Linked DNA regions of Sus scrofa: region 2 is linked to region 1. The links are chromatin contacts, called in public HiChIP or PLAC-seq maps. All regions are on one chromosome and are shown on one strand. Each heading gives the region's core, a stretch centred on a gene start, on an enhancer-like site or on the middle of the called end of the contact. The rest is flanking DNA. Distances are from core to core; before and after follow the strand shown.

Region 1 (6,350 bases), core at 1,992-4,491:
CAGTATTTTAGCAAGCCCTCTGGGTGACCGGTGTGTGCTCAAGGTTGAGAACTTCTGGTCAAGGTTGAGCAGCGCTGGGTAACTGAATCAATGGCTCTATTTATGACCAGTAAAGACAGGGACATTTTTTCCTGTAGGTCAGCAGAGGCTTTTCTAGACTTGTTCAAATAGACCAAGTGTGGACACTGAGCATCTTGAGCGAGGCTAGAGTCTCAGCTGGTAAGTCAATTGCTCCAGGTCAGTTCTCTAAGGCGTTCTCTCTTGGGGATTTTATCATTTACAACAGACATTTCTTTTCCTCTGAATAGGGACAGGGCAGTATGCCAGGTGCTGCATCTGTAAGCAGGTATCAGACTTGATTCGTACCCTCAAGAGTTCTGCCAACTCACAGGAGAAAGAGGACAAGTAGATGCAAAGATAAACAATTCCATCTCCAGCTTCACGTGGGCATAATGTCTTCAAAACACTCTCCTAACTTATCAAATAAGCAACTCTTCAGGCTACCAGTGTATCGCTAATGGAGTTCCTCCTCAGCTCTGGGGTGTACTAAATTGACAGTGGTGAGCTCTCCTTTCTAAAATACAAGATGCTGTTTTCCAATGAATAATGCATCCTGCTTCTCTCCCTTGCTTGTGCTCCTTACACATTAGTTTGCATATCAAGAACAACTAGACTTTCTAAAAGTCACATCAGAGCAGAAGAATGTTCACTTGTGGATACACTTTCTAGTGTTTTTTTTTTTTTTTTTTTTTTTTTTTTTTTAAATAAGAGCATTTGAGGATACCCTGAGAGAAATCAAGGTACATCACAGCTGGAGCAGACTGAGCACCTATCGGCTGCTGAGAAATGCCCCTGCCTTTGACTGAAGGGCTGATCTTCTTGACTGGTTTAAATTCAGGTACTTCTAGGATCGTTCATGAACACGGGACTCCTTGACGGTTAAATCCAGCGTGAAGAGGATGGGGCAGGCTCGCACCAGCTCTATCTCTTCTTGATCAAAGTGACACACGTACCACTGTGACCTTCAAAGTCCTTTGAGGGCACACAACCTATGGGGAGAGGTTTGCCACAGGAAGGAGGAGGGGTGCCCATGACCATGGAGGGGGTGCCAGGACATGATACGTGGAGATTATGGAAAAATAGCAGCCTGAGGCTGGCTCCATGCACAGCATCAGGGCCATGGGCTTTGGACACTAGGCAGCTCAGATCTGAACCATGCATTGCCACTCAGTGGCTGGCTGACATTTGGGCAAGTGATTTACTGTCACAGAGCCTCAGTTCTCTCAGCTCTTCTATGGGGCAATAATAGGAGTTACCTTAAAAGGTCGTTATGAGGATTACACAGCTAAACAGAGAACATTCTAGCAACAAAGCGTGGCAATATGTGTTATTTCTTCTGTTTCTGTCCTCCTCCTCTGCTATCCTGTTCTTATCAGCCTCATCCTCATCATTCAGAGTGTCACCTCACACCCTTGCAGTCCCAGGGTTGAAATCTGATCTTCCCTTCTCATTGGCTGTGTGACCTTAGAAAAGCCATGAACCTGGGGACCCTCACCTGTGCGTGGCTGTCACGCCTCTTCCCCAGCTGGTTGGTGAGGACTAGAGTTCACTCAAAGCCCCTAACACGGGGCTTAACTCTTCATAGGCGTTAAATAAAAAGTGCTGCTATGACCCAAAATAAAATGTTCATGACCCGAAACAGAGAAGGGGCTGAAAAGGCGGAGACCAGCACGTGGCAGAGGAAGGAAGCGCCTGGGCTCCCTTCCACAGCCCGTGGAGATGCCTGGAGGGCATCAGCTGACATGTGACGGATGAAGACCATCAGCTCACTTGGCATAACTGGTCACTGGCACAGCAGTGGGCAGAGGTTTTACTCGCATCCAGTCCAGGGAGTCAATGTTCCCACTTTACAGAGAAGGAACCTGATGTTTCAAAAGGGCGACATACATGCATCTGAATTAATTAGTTAATTATTAATATATCGCTTAACCGTCAGATTTCCATGCGGAAACTATTTATAATTCGCGGTCCAAGTGACCTCAGCTTTTAATGACCACATGATACCTACCTTATTGTACCAACACCGGCAGCCTGCCAGAGCTGTGGACATATGTTTATATTCTGTCATCTTTCAACAGGGACTGGGTGGAAGAAATCTTTGCAAGGACCCTCTGCTTCACCCTTCAGTGGGAGAGCTGGGTGGAGGGTTTTCCAGAATAAACCATCACACCCCCGCCTCACACCCTGAGTCTCCAGGAGGTGACGCTTTGGCCAGCTGTTGCTGCTGGCAGGAGACGCCACTTTGAAAGGAGCTGAGTTCTAGTTATCCCACCTTCCAGGTACCACTGGAAAAGGGCAGGCGGCCACGAGCAAGAAAACAATGCCTTGGAGAACTCTTGTCTCCGGCCTGTTGCTGGGGGTCATAAGCATGAGATGTTCCTGGGCTTTTCTCTTTTTCTCCAGGCACACATATAAGTCATCAGCCAATCCGTCGGCTCTGGCTTCCAGATCGACGCAGAACCTGCGCTTCACCTGCCACCGCCTGGCTTCTGCGCTTGGCTAGATTCGCCCGTGCGACTGAAACTGCCTCCCCACGCATCACCTTGCTAACATTTTCTTCCGCTTCAATCCCTTTTCCAGACACCAGCCAGGGAGGCTCAACAAAATTAAAGTGAGGCCATGCGTGCCACGCGTTGGCTCAAATTCCTTGCTGGCGTGCCTTTCCTCGTGAGTAAACGCTGCTTCTTCCCAACTCAGCTCCTGCTTCTCTCTCTCTCTTCTCACTGAGCTCCACCCACGCTGCTGCCTTGCAGCCCCTCCAACATGCCAGACAGGCCCCTGCCTCAGGACCTGGGCACAAACTATTTCCTCCAGTTATGGATGTGACTCACTTCTGGGAGGCTGTGCTCCAATACTGTTTTTTCAGATAAGCCTTCCTTCATCTCTCTGCTGAAAATGTCCCATTGTGTGCTGACCCCAGTCTGGCCCATCCTTTTTCATGCTGATTTTTTTCCTCTCCATCCTGCATTCCTAGTCACCTTGTTTATCGTTTCCCTCCACTAGAGGGAGACATAGAGTCCGTGAGGCCAGAAGTCTGGCATTAACAAGTATTTGTTGAATGAATGAATGAGTGAAAGCACAGGTTTAGCCTGGTCCCTGTGACATCAAGGGAGAGACCAATGTTGTCACATACAAGCCTGCGCCCCCTCAGGGCCAGGGAGCAGCAGCGCAGCAGCCATCCTGGTTCCTAGCCGATTCCGTGTTCCAGTAAACATGAACTTTGCCTCTGAGTCACTGGGCTCTGGCAGCAGAATGTAACAGAAATTCCGGGCGGGATTCTCATGCCACCTCCAGAAAAAGAATCGCTGCGCTCAGCCTGCGCCCGTCATTCATCATCATAAACAAGCATGTATGCTGGGAAAAGTTCCCCAGCAGTAACTGCACGTTCCCACAGCCCCTCCCAAAGGCAAGAATAATATTCCCACGAGAACGCGTGCTTTTCCAGACTGCAGAGCCCAGTGGGGAGCCGAAAGCTCCCACCCACACAGGAGGCACTTGCATGGGCACCGCCTGGCCTCAGCTTAGCGGCAGCTCTGGGTGACAGGGTCTCAGGGTATCCCACCAGGCATATCCCTGGGACACGTTATCGGGGCATCTGGGACAGTTGGATATTGCCTTATCAACTATCTGGTAGGGACCCCGCTCTGGCTCCTGAAAGGGCTGTTGCCCAGGCCTGCGCGCCAACAGCCGAGGACCCGCCATCCCAGCCGCACAGGCTCCCTTCCCCCCTTCTTTCAGCCCGTGCGTTCTCCTCTCCCTCCGCCCCTGACCCAGACTCCCTCCATCCTTCAGGGCCAGCTCCGGCCTCCCTCCTTCCCCAAGCTTGCCCCCGTCTACCCTGAGCTCTTCCTTTTCCTATTTCCTACATAATTTAAAGATGGCACCAAATAATTCAGCGTGTAATTGCAGAAGCTCTTACATTGTTATTCTTTTTGTGTGCTGCGTCTGTCTTTGAACCAGGCTGTACTCTTGGCATCTTTTGTTGTTTTATATTGCAACTTAGGGCTCGGTCTGGGGAAGCTGTGGTCCTGGGTGAGGGCCTGAAGCCATTCAGTAAGAAATGCCAAAGCAATTCCGGAACACCCGTCTAAGGAAGAGCGAACATTCCCGTGACGTTCCCGCTGCGAATTCCCTTCAAGGAACAGCTTCAGAGCCCTGGCTTCAGAACTCCATCAGGGGGGCTGTCACGATGATAGCTGAGGTTCTAGAATCTAATTCAGTTCTCTAAAATCCATGAAATAGCACTCAGAATCTTAGCTCGTTGCTTTTAAGTACGTATGCGCTCATGGCAATTTTAAGGACGCTCATAAATTATATATCATGTAAGTTATAAACAAAAATTAACATTCATTTAATACTTATAACTCACTAAGGACAGTGCTAAATACCCTTTGAGATGGGAGCTACTGATTACCTTCCTGCATGCACCCATTTTGTAGATGAGGAAAGAGACTTGCATAGGGCCAAGGGGTGATTAGGCAGTGGGGTCATGATTTAGGCTGCGGAAAACATTCAAGGAAGACAACAGAAGCAAGAAGCTTGGGTTCATGTTTTGGAAGGAGGGGTTGTGGTTCCCACAATAACTGGGAGTGCTACTAGCATTTACTCAGAGGTGGCAGTTGACACCACATGGTCCATGTACATGGGGTCTTACACCACATAGGATTGTCCCCTATAAATTCTGAGTTACCCTGATGGCCAGGCTTTGGTGGGAAAAACAGCTCCCATCTATTTATAATTATCTGGGTCTAGAATTTAACCCAGTCTTACATTTCAACCCCGAATATCTTGGCAGAGTTGCATATATTCTGCATTTCACCAGGACACAGCTACCGTGTCAAGAGAGGGAGGGTTTTTCTTTTTTTTTTTTTTTTAATTTGGATCAGAACCTACCAGTTCTGGAAAATCACTTGACTGATGGTATGGCTGAGTAACAGACCTGTGTCCCTGTGTACTTGTAGCCGATGCATTTGCTGTGACCTCGTGCAAGGATTCTCACCTTGGACAACCTCCTTCTGTCTCCCAGGTGGTTGTGCTTGAGCATTTGCCTATTTTCTTTTATTAACCTTGACACTCTTGTATAAATTATTTTTCCTGTATATTATACTTGGGGCTTATTATGTTTTAAAAAGATGTGTGGAGGCCAGTTAAGAGTTTATGAAAGTCACAGAGGGGTACTAAAGAATGTCTCAGAAGGTGTTTATTAGCCCAGAGTCCCCGGGGTTGGAGGCAGCAGAGGGCACTGCTGCCCCCAGTAGGTGGGCACCCACATATCCAGCCGTACCAACAGAGGCCAGTGCGTGGGTTGAATTAGAAAGGAAATCATCTGAGAGCTGAGAAGAGCAATCTGAGAGCAGGAGCTGGCCTGCTAAGAGCCAGGTCACTGCTCAGCCCAGGGTCGGCTCCAGTGGATTTTCCTGGCGCTTGCTCAGGAGCAGGTGGTGAGAGCAGCCCCGCACCCTGCTTTGAGGCCCCCTCTCCTGCTTCAGCTCCTCCTGCAAGGAGCCATCTCTGCCACAAGTCAGGTCACACATGGGGAACAGGAGCATCACCTCTGCTCTCAGAACGCCCGGACAGCGCAAGGGCCCCAGAGCAACAGTGGCAGACAGGGAAGGGAGGCATGACCCAGGCTGCCACCACGGCGTCTCGAGGGCTTGCTTCTTCCCAGGCTTTGTTCCCTTAAGAAAAGCCCAATGGATACAGATCTGCTGACACTTCGATCTTGGACTCCTAGCCTCTAGAACTATGGGATATAAATATCCGTTGCTTAAGGCACCCAATCTATGCTGTTTTCTTACAGTGGTCTGAGCAAACAGAGGTGCCATGCAATTCTGAGACAAGGAAGCAAATGGAAAGGCAGGTACACAAAGAATGAAGATCCCCCTGGATCATGGGGCTGTGTTGATCCCAGCTGCACAGCTGGCTGCTGTCATTGACCACACTTTAGGTACCAACCTGGAGAGCAGAGAGTAAGCCTGGCATTTTGGACAATTCATCTAGACCCTGCAGGAGTGAGCCAGTGGTGTGAGCTCCTTGAGACGGAAGCTGTGGAAGCCACACTGAGATGGATCAAATTCTCCATCAACCAGGAGCTCCCATGTAGCTCAGAGGGCTAAGGACCCGGCATTGTCACTGCAATGGGTTGGGTCCCTGCTGTGGCACAGGTTCAATCCCTGGCCTAGGAACTTCCGCATGCCACAGATGTGGCCCCCCCCGCCCCCAAAAAAGAAGGAACTCCAAAGAAGAGGCCGATCTGTATACATGGACATATAAATGATCCATATACGTGC
Region 2 (6,974 bases), core at 3,793-6,292, 150 kb after region 1:
TGAGCATTAGAAATTAGAAAGAGGCCACCTTCCCCCGGTGGACACAGCCCTGAACGGAGGTGCAGTTTTCGATGGGTAAACCAGGGGCGAGGTCAGGCCTTTCTCACGGCTCAGCCGTCCCCTAGCGCAGTAAAGTCACTGCACAGTCACAAGTGGCAGCCCTTTGTTCGGCGTGGGGAGGCCAGAGGGAAGGGGCCCGTCACGATTCGAAAACCTCCCTGGAAAAGTCTGTCCCCAGCGTCTTTGGCAACATCAAAACCAAGCCACCTGACAGACCACGGGCCTTGTCCTCGTTCCCCGTAGGTCTGTGAATGCTGGTGTTTGAGCTCTTTTCCACCCGCTGCCACTGCCACGAGACATCTTCCTCTCAGTGTCCCTGGAGATCAAGGTCACTGCCTGCTAACGAGCATGCTCGCCAAGAGGCTGGCCCTGGTTTATGGAGTCCAGAAGACTCCCCAAAGGGCAACTTTAATTTGTAAGCCACTTTTGGATCCCACAGACTTTATCAGGATCACTGAGCCAAGCCTGCATCCAAACCCTTGCTTGGCCCTTAAAATAGCTCCTACAGGGTCACCCCAAAAGGCATCTCTCAGCCTCTCCTTTACCAGTTCTTGTTCCTGTCAACCAGCCTTTTCCAGTTTCTCTGATTCAGGCTAGTCCCATTTCCAGCCTACGGAACGCTCCTAAGAAGACTTCGGCTCCTTTATTCTTGATCTCGTACCCCTTCAACCTCCCAAGGAATCCCAGAGCTCAGCTTCCTCCAGGACCTTCTCTCTAACACTTAAAAGAGGGGCAGCAAATGCTATGATGTTTGCTTCCTGTCAGAACAGAAGGAAAAACCATGAGTCTGGGGTAAATGTCAACTTTCTCATGGTTGAAAGTAAGAAACATGTTAAAAACTTGGGGAACCTAGCTAAAAAAATTAAATCATTTTTCAGGAAAAAATGATTAAGGGCAGCTCTGATTTTTCGAATACTTGCTAGGTCCTGGGCATTGTGCTACGCATTTGCAAAAATAATTTTATTTCATTTTCCACAATTCTTAGAGATGCTGGTACCATCCCTGCTTTGTGGACAAGAATCACAAGATTCTCAGAGAGGGTAAATGGGTGGCCCAAGATAAAAAACAAAGCAAACAAAACAGCACAGTAAACAGCAGTGCTGAGACTCAAATGGCAATTTGCTAACCACAGAGCTCTGAATTGCTATGCTATGAGGTTATGAACTATAGCTTATCTGTAGTTCCTGTGTCTGCAAATCAATGGCTAGTCCCCATGACAGGCAGGGAATGAGTTCATCTACCCAAGGTCTGCAGCCGGCTTTTTCCGCAGCAGGTGGACACTGACTTCTCCCAGGTCACCTCTGGTTACCGTCAAGTCCAGCTGACCCGAGGATTTCCGAGGGCGCCAACATTCAATTTCTACGACAATCTGTTCACCCTCCGCCAGGTGTACCCTGAGGACGCACTGGTCACCCTTTGGCATTCTTTGACAGATGGGACCCCCTGCAGATGTTCAGAGCATCTGCCTTTTAGCGAATGCTCTGAGAGGGAAGTCCCCCCAGGACCCGGGATCCTCGAACGCCCAGCATGAGGCTGGACGGGGATGCCACCCGCTTTCATCACGCCACTTCCCTGTTTTTGTCCAGCATCCAAATGCCTCTAACACCCTCATCTATCTTCTCATTGGAAACTCACAGCAATCCAGTCGGCAGGTAGGCCACTGCTGGCTTGGCCACACATGCAGCATGCGGAAGTGCCCCCGCCAGGGATCGAACCCGAGCCACAGCAGTGACAATACCAAATCCCTAACTGCTAGGCCGTCAGGGAGCTCCTCTATCTTCATTTTTATGTTTGGGATCCTGAGGACCAGTGCTTACATGGTCTCCCCAAGGTCAGCATCTCATGGCAACAGAGGAGGCTAGACCCGGGGCACTCATTTCCCCCAGAGCACTTGGCAATGTCCCTCCACCCCCTTTGCAGAAAACGAAGAGCACAGGCTTATTCTTTTTTTTAGGAAGCAGGAGGTAACATAGTTAAAGTGGGATTGGGATGCTCTTACGTGGTGTTTTGACCGAGAAAACCAGAGATGCCAAATCTGGTCCTAGAAAGTGGCCACCTCCCCAGACCTCAACCCAGGGAAATGCGCGCGAGACGGGCAATGGTGATGGAAAGGCAATGCTGCTGGCCGGGTCGTGCCCCCCAGGGCCTGCAGCCTGCAAAGGGCTTTTCGTGAAAGTGGTCAGGAGTTCTGCCCCATCCCTTACAAATGAGCTCACTACCCTCAGGAGCTTGGGTTCTTAACAGAGGCTATGAGGACAGACTCTCGGGGGTGTGGCCCAGAGGGGACAGAACTGACCTGGAGCCTGTCTGAGATTTAGTGCTCACCCCTGTCTCTGTGTGCAATGGTGCTGGTCTCTGAATCTGGAATGGGTGTCAACTTCTGAAACTACAATATTTTACAAATATCCTGTCATTTCCCCATAAACAAGTAATGTGCAGACATTGCAGAAAAATCAGAAAATAAAAACAAAGAAAAAAAAATCATTAACACCAAACGCAGCCACTAACACTTTGATTTTTCTTCCATCACAGTTCTTTGCAAACACATAACCATCACGATATGTGTAAATACTCCATCTGTAATGAGGATACCATATGTGTTGGTGTGTCTGTTTCCATTCAGTATCTTGAAAATCTCCCATAGAACCAGAACTTGTTCAAAAATATTTTAAATGGTTGTAGAAAACTTCCTTGCAAAATCGTGCCATATTTTAACCATTATATGCTGCTGAATATTTAGCAACTGTTTCCATTTTAAGGATCATGTCCTGCTATAACACCACTGCACAAAAATTGAACTAAATTCCTCTTTCCCTAGGATGGATTTCTAAAAGTAGAACGATCAAGTCCAAGGGTTTGTACTTTTTGCAGCTCTGCATTATCAAGGTAGTTTCTGGAAAGTTAACGTTAATGCAAGATTTCTGACCTCCTCCGAGATGCCCAGAGGGCCCCCCTTCTTGGTTTTCAGTGCCCAAAGTCTCACGCACTGGGGTGGGGGGGTGGGGGTCCAGTGACAAGATAGGGGCCCCTACTGCTGCTCTGTCAGGGTTCAATGCCACTCGGCTCCCACAGAGACACGCTTAAGGCCGTACTGCCTGTGGTTTGATGAAGCCCAGAAATAACAGCTCGGTGGGAGGAAAGCCATCTCTGAAAGCCCCATCTCTGTGGGCAGGGTGGGCACCGGGGTACTTACTTGATACGCGGCGATCATTTCTCTGTCCAAGCTCCGTGTCACGGAGACGCTACCCGTGTTCTCATTGATTCTGAAAATTCCTTTTGGCTCTTGATCCACTCCCTTGCCGGTGAGCCGGAACTTGGACCCTTCCGGTCTGTCACTATCAACCACCTGGTCAGAGAAACAGAGCGACACTTAAGATCTTGGCTGGAAAACACAGAGAGAGCATAGTATAAACACACCTCAGTGACCAACCCACTAACTGCAGGTGCCAATACATAGATGCTCGGTGAACTTGACTAAAGCAGCATCACCAAAAACAGCATCGTTGTTCAACACCTTTCTGCCCACATGCAAATCTCTGTGGCTTTCAGGTGGGGAAGCTTACCAGCACTGGGGTGACATACAGTGACAAACCTAGGAGGGAGGTCACTTCATGAAGTTTAAAGTTGGACATTTATGTTATTTTTAACTCCCAGGAAACAGACTTTTTTTCTGCAAGCAAGATCAAAGAGGCAACGCAAAACCTTTGACACTTCTCTACTGGGCAGGCATTCATCAAGATTCGAGGTCTTTGTATGAATCCAAATGTCAGCAGTGGCACTTGCCCCACTGCTTGTACCAGGTACACGGTGTTGAGGATGCACTTTACACACGTTAAAAAAAAAAACTCAGACAACAATGCGGGGGTGGGAGGAGGGAACACTATTATCTGCACTTAATGAATGAAATCACTGAGACTCAGAGAGATGAAGCAAGCTTGCCATGGTCACAGTTGTTAAAGAGATGAAGATGGCATTCAGAATCCACCTTCCGTCTCTCTAGAGACACTGCTACCCAACACTTTCATTTCTGAATTTACGTTAAGGTAATTCCCTATAGGTAGTCAGCCTTGATTTGACATTTGAAGAATACATTCAAAAGGCAAAGCTACAGGAAGGCACTTCCAGGTAGATGGAACAGCACAGACAGGCAGCAGGCAGGTGAGAGAGACAAGGAAATTCCAGAATGGCTGGAGTAGAGATGAGGTTAAGAGGTAATTAGATGTCACATTTTATTTTGTTTTTATGTCATTTGAAAGTGTCCAACTAATGAAAAAAATTATTATTTGCATAGGTTAGTTCTAGAGTTTAACCAAGTATTCACGTATATTTAAGAACACTTTCTCATTGATACCTGCAAACATTCATTTGATTATAACAATAAAAAAGTCACAAACACAACAGACATTCAGAAACACAGATGAAAGAAAGCTGATACTGATCTGGCTGCAATCAGTTTATAAGTAAACAGGCACCTATTGGAATACAGTCAACTGGGCCTGGAGGATTAGGTAGCCAGGATAAAAATACCTTCTAGTGGAATTAGAAAGTGGGTGGGGGTAGGGGTGGGGGAGGAGCATTTCTGAGGCCACCATGCCTGCAATTCTGATGCAGGCCACCAAGTGGCAGTGGCGCCTAAGGCAGCATGATCTTCCTGCCAAGATTTCCTCTGCCAGGACCAGTGAGTGGAAAAAGATCATGACACAATTCCATATGGCAGTATAGTTTTCCCTGATTTAAAATATTCTTTATTAAAATACACTGAGAATTTTGATGAAACACCAATTACCTCTGTTTGCATTTTTTAAATTAGGAGAAAATACCATCTTGAAGCAAGACTAAAAATAAGATATGTGACACCTTCTGATGAAAAGAATTTTTAGTCACTGCTTGACTTGATTTAATCCAACTGACATTATCCCCACAGCTTGGAAGCTCCACGAGGTCAACAGTCTCAGCATGTCAGACTCGCCCCTGGATCCCAGTGCCTGGCAAAGTGCCTGGTGTACAGCAGGGACCGAGGCCAATATCTGTTTAACGAGGAGTTCCACTGTCTAGACAAACATGTGTCCCAATCCTAGCTTGGCCAGCGATCCACCCTGTGACCTTGAACACGATTCTTCGCCTCTCCAGCTCTCGATTTCCTCATCGATAATAAAAGGATAATGACATTTATTTCCCAGAGCTGTTGAGAATGTGATGAGATCCTGTGTGCCAAGGAGACTTCCTGGCAGGCGGAAGGGGCTCAGTAAATCAGAGCTGATGGTTACAGTACCAAGGTAAGAGTAATAATCACAACAGCATCAGGACGTTGTTGGTAATGGCCAAGCCTGACACCTCTAGGCAGCAAAAAACATCTTAGCCATAATATTAAAAAACCCCTTTCTGGAGTTCCCATTGTGGTGCAGCGGAAATGAACCTGACTAGGAACCATGAGGTTGCGGGTTCAATCCCTGGCCTTGTTCAGGGGGTTAAGGATCTGGCGTTGCCGCAGATGTGGCTCAGATCCCGAATTGTTGTAGGTGTGCAGCAGCTGTAGCTCTGATTCAACCCCTAGCCTGGGAACCTCCATAAGCCAAGGGTGTGGCCCTAAAAAAGCAAAAGCAAAAAAAAGAAAAAAACCACAAAAAACAAAACAAAACAAAAAATCCCTAAGGGAATATATTTTCTTTTAAAAAATAAACCTCACAAATGTCTCTGGTTTGAAGAGAGAACTGCTCTTGGAAAAAGATTACTGTTGATAGAGTCAGAGTCAAGGTCCAAAGCAGGTGATTAAATAGCTCATCCCACTAGGCAAATGTAATAAGGGAAAAAAGTATGGGAGACCCCTTTAAGTTAATGACCACTCAGGAAAGCAGGCTTACCAACAACAAAACCAAGCAGGCTTGCTTCGCAACAAAAGCATGCAAGAGAAGCCTGAGACATGCCCCCAAACAATAAAACAATGGTAACAGGAGACCCATGTAGCTTCCTAGGACACACTTCTCTGTGCACACTAGCTACAAAAAAATACAGGAAAAGGTGACATTGTACTGAAACCTGACATGATTCGCCGTATTTGAAGACACGTTGGTGCCTTTTTGCTTATTTCCACTGCATCGTGACAGTCCCAGTCTGACCAGGTGGGGACCAGAAAGATCCCCCAACCAACACGGAGGAGGAGCTGATGATGGAAATGTGACCTCTACTCCAGAGCCAGGGCGAAGGTGATCTTCTCCCCCTCCTCGCTTTGGCTTTGTTTGTAAAACCGTAACCCACGGAGTCCTCGGGCCTCGGCACTCTCTTGCCCACCTGCCTGCATCTCTCACAGGCATCCTATGTGAATAAACCCCTCACCTGTCACTCTGTGTCTCCCTGAATTCTTTCTGCACTAAGGCAGAACGTATGCTCTACGGTTCCACTGTAGGAAGGGGCACCCGAGCCAGCTCTGCCCTTCTTTGTCCCTTTCTCATTTACCCTCGCTCCCTTCTCTCTCTGGCCACGTTGGCCCAAATACAGATTAAAACCTCTTCCTCTTGCTTCCCTATGCACACTGGAGAGACAGGTCCTCTCCAAAGGACATATCGAGTAAAGGGAAATGAACGTGGGAGACCTACAAGGGCTCCAAGGGCTGTGGAGCGGTCCTGCTTCCAAAGGTGGGGCTTCTGACCCAGCTGTCCCCCAGACACAGCCCACTGGTGGGGACATGTCAGGAGAAGCCTTCTGTGACCTGTTCTCCTTTCTTGACCCGTCCCTGCTCAGAAAGGGTTGGGAGCACAGCACCCCAGACCTTGTGTTAGAAACAGAGTGGAAGACAGTCCTGAGAGCTCTCTTGGGAAGAACACTGCCGTCTCCCATTCCTCTCCCTGCCCCTCGGCACGGAAAGCTGAGTCCTGGACTCGAAAGTCTTCCAGGACAGCTTTTCCTCCTGCTGTCAA

The links. HiChIP or PLAC-seq counts read pairs in DNA pulled down with a chosen protein or histone mark.
Region 2: a contact with region 1 is called in an H3K27ac HiChIP or PLAC-seq map of skeletal muscle, with 4 times the contacts expected there. The contact joins two enhancer-like sites. A contact is called at or near these places in 1 of 47 Hi-C or Micro-C datasets (skeletal muscle) and 1 of 2 datasets of contacts at active chromatin or transcription factors (skeletal muscle).

Annotation. Positions count from the first base shown.
Region 1 is chr6:5,150,245-5,156,594 of Sscrofa11.1, forward strand. All of the region lies in intron 6 of CDH13 (cadherin 13, H-cadherin (heart)), which reads right to left. Among named protein-coding and RNA genes, the nearest start is that of HSBP1, 360 kb to the left of the region's middle. Within about 2 kb of position 3,242, at least 13 of the 83 cell types and tissues checked have an H3K27ac peak or open chromatin away from gene starts, as enhancers often do. A contact at or near this core is called in skeletal muscle, where this site is marked.
Region 2 is chr6:5,293,834-5,300,807 of Sscrofa11.1, forward strand. It overlaps CDH13 (cadherin 13, H-cadherin (heart)), which reads right to left. Exons shown (of 14, transcript NM_001109945.1): 5 at 3,254-3,406. Among named protein-coding and RNA genes, the nearest start is that of HSBP1, 500 kb to the left of the region's middle. Within about 2 kb of position 5,043, at least 4 of the 83 cell types and tissues checked have an H3K27ac peak or open chromatin away from gene starts, as enhancers often do. A contact at or near this core is called in skeletal muscle, where this site is marked.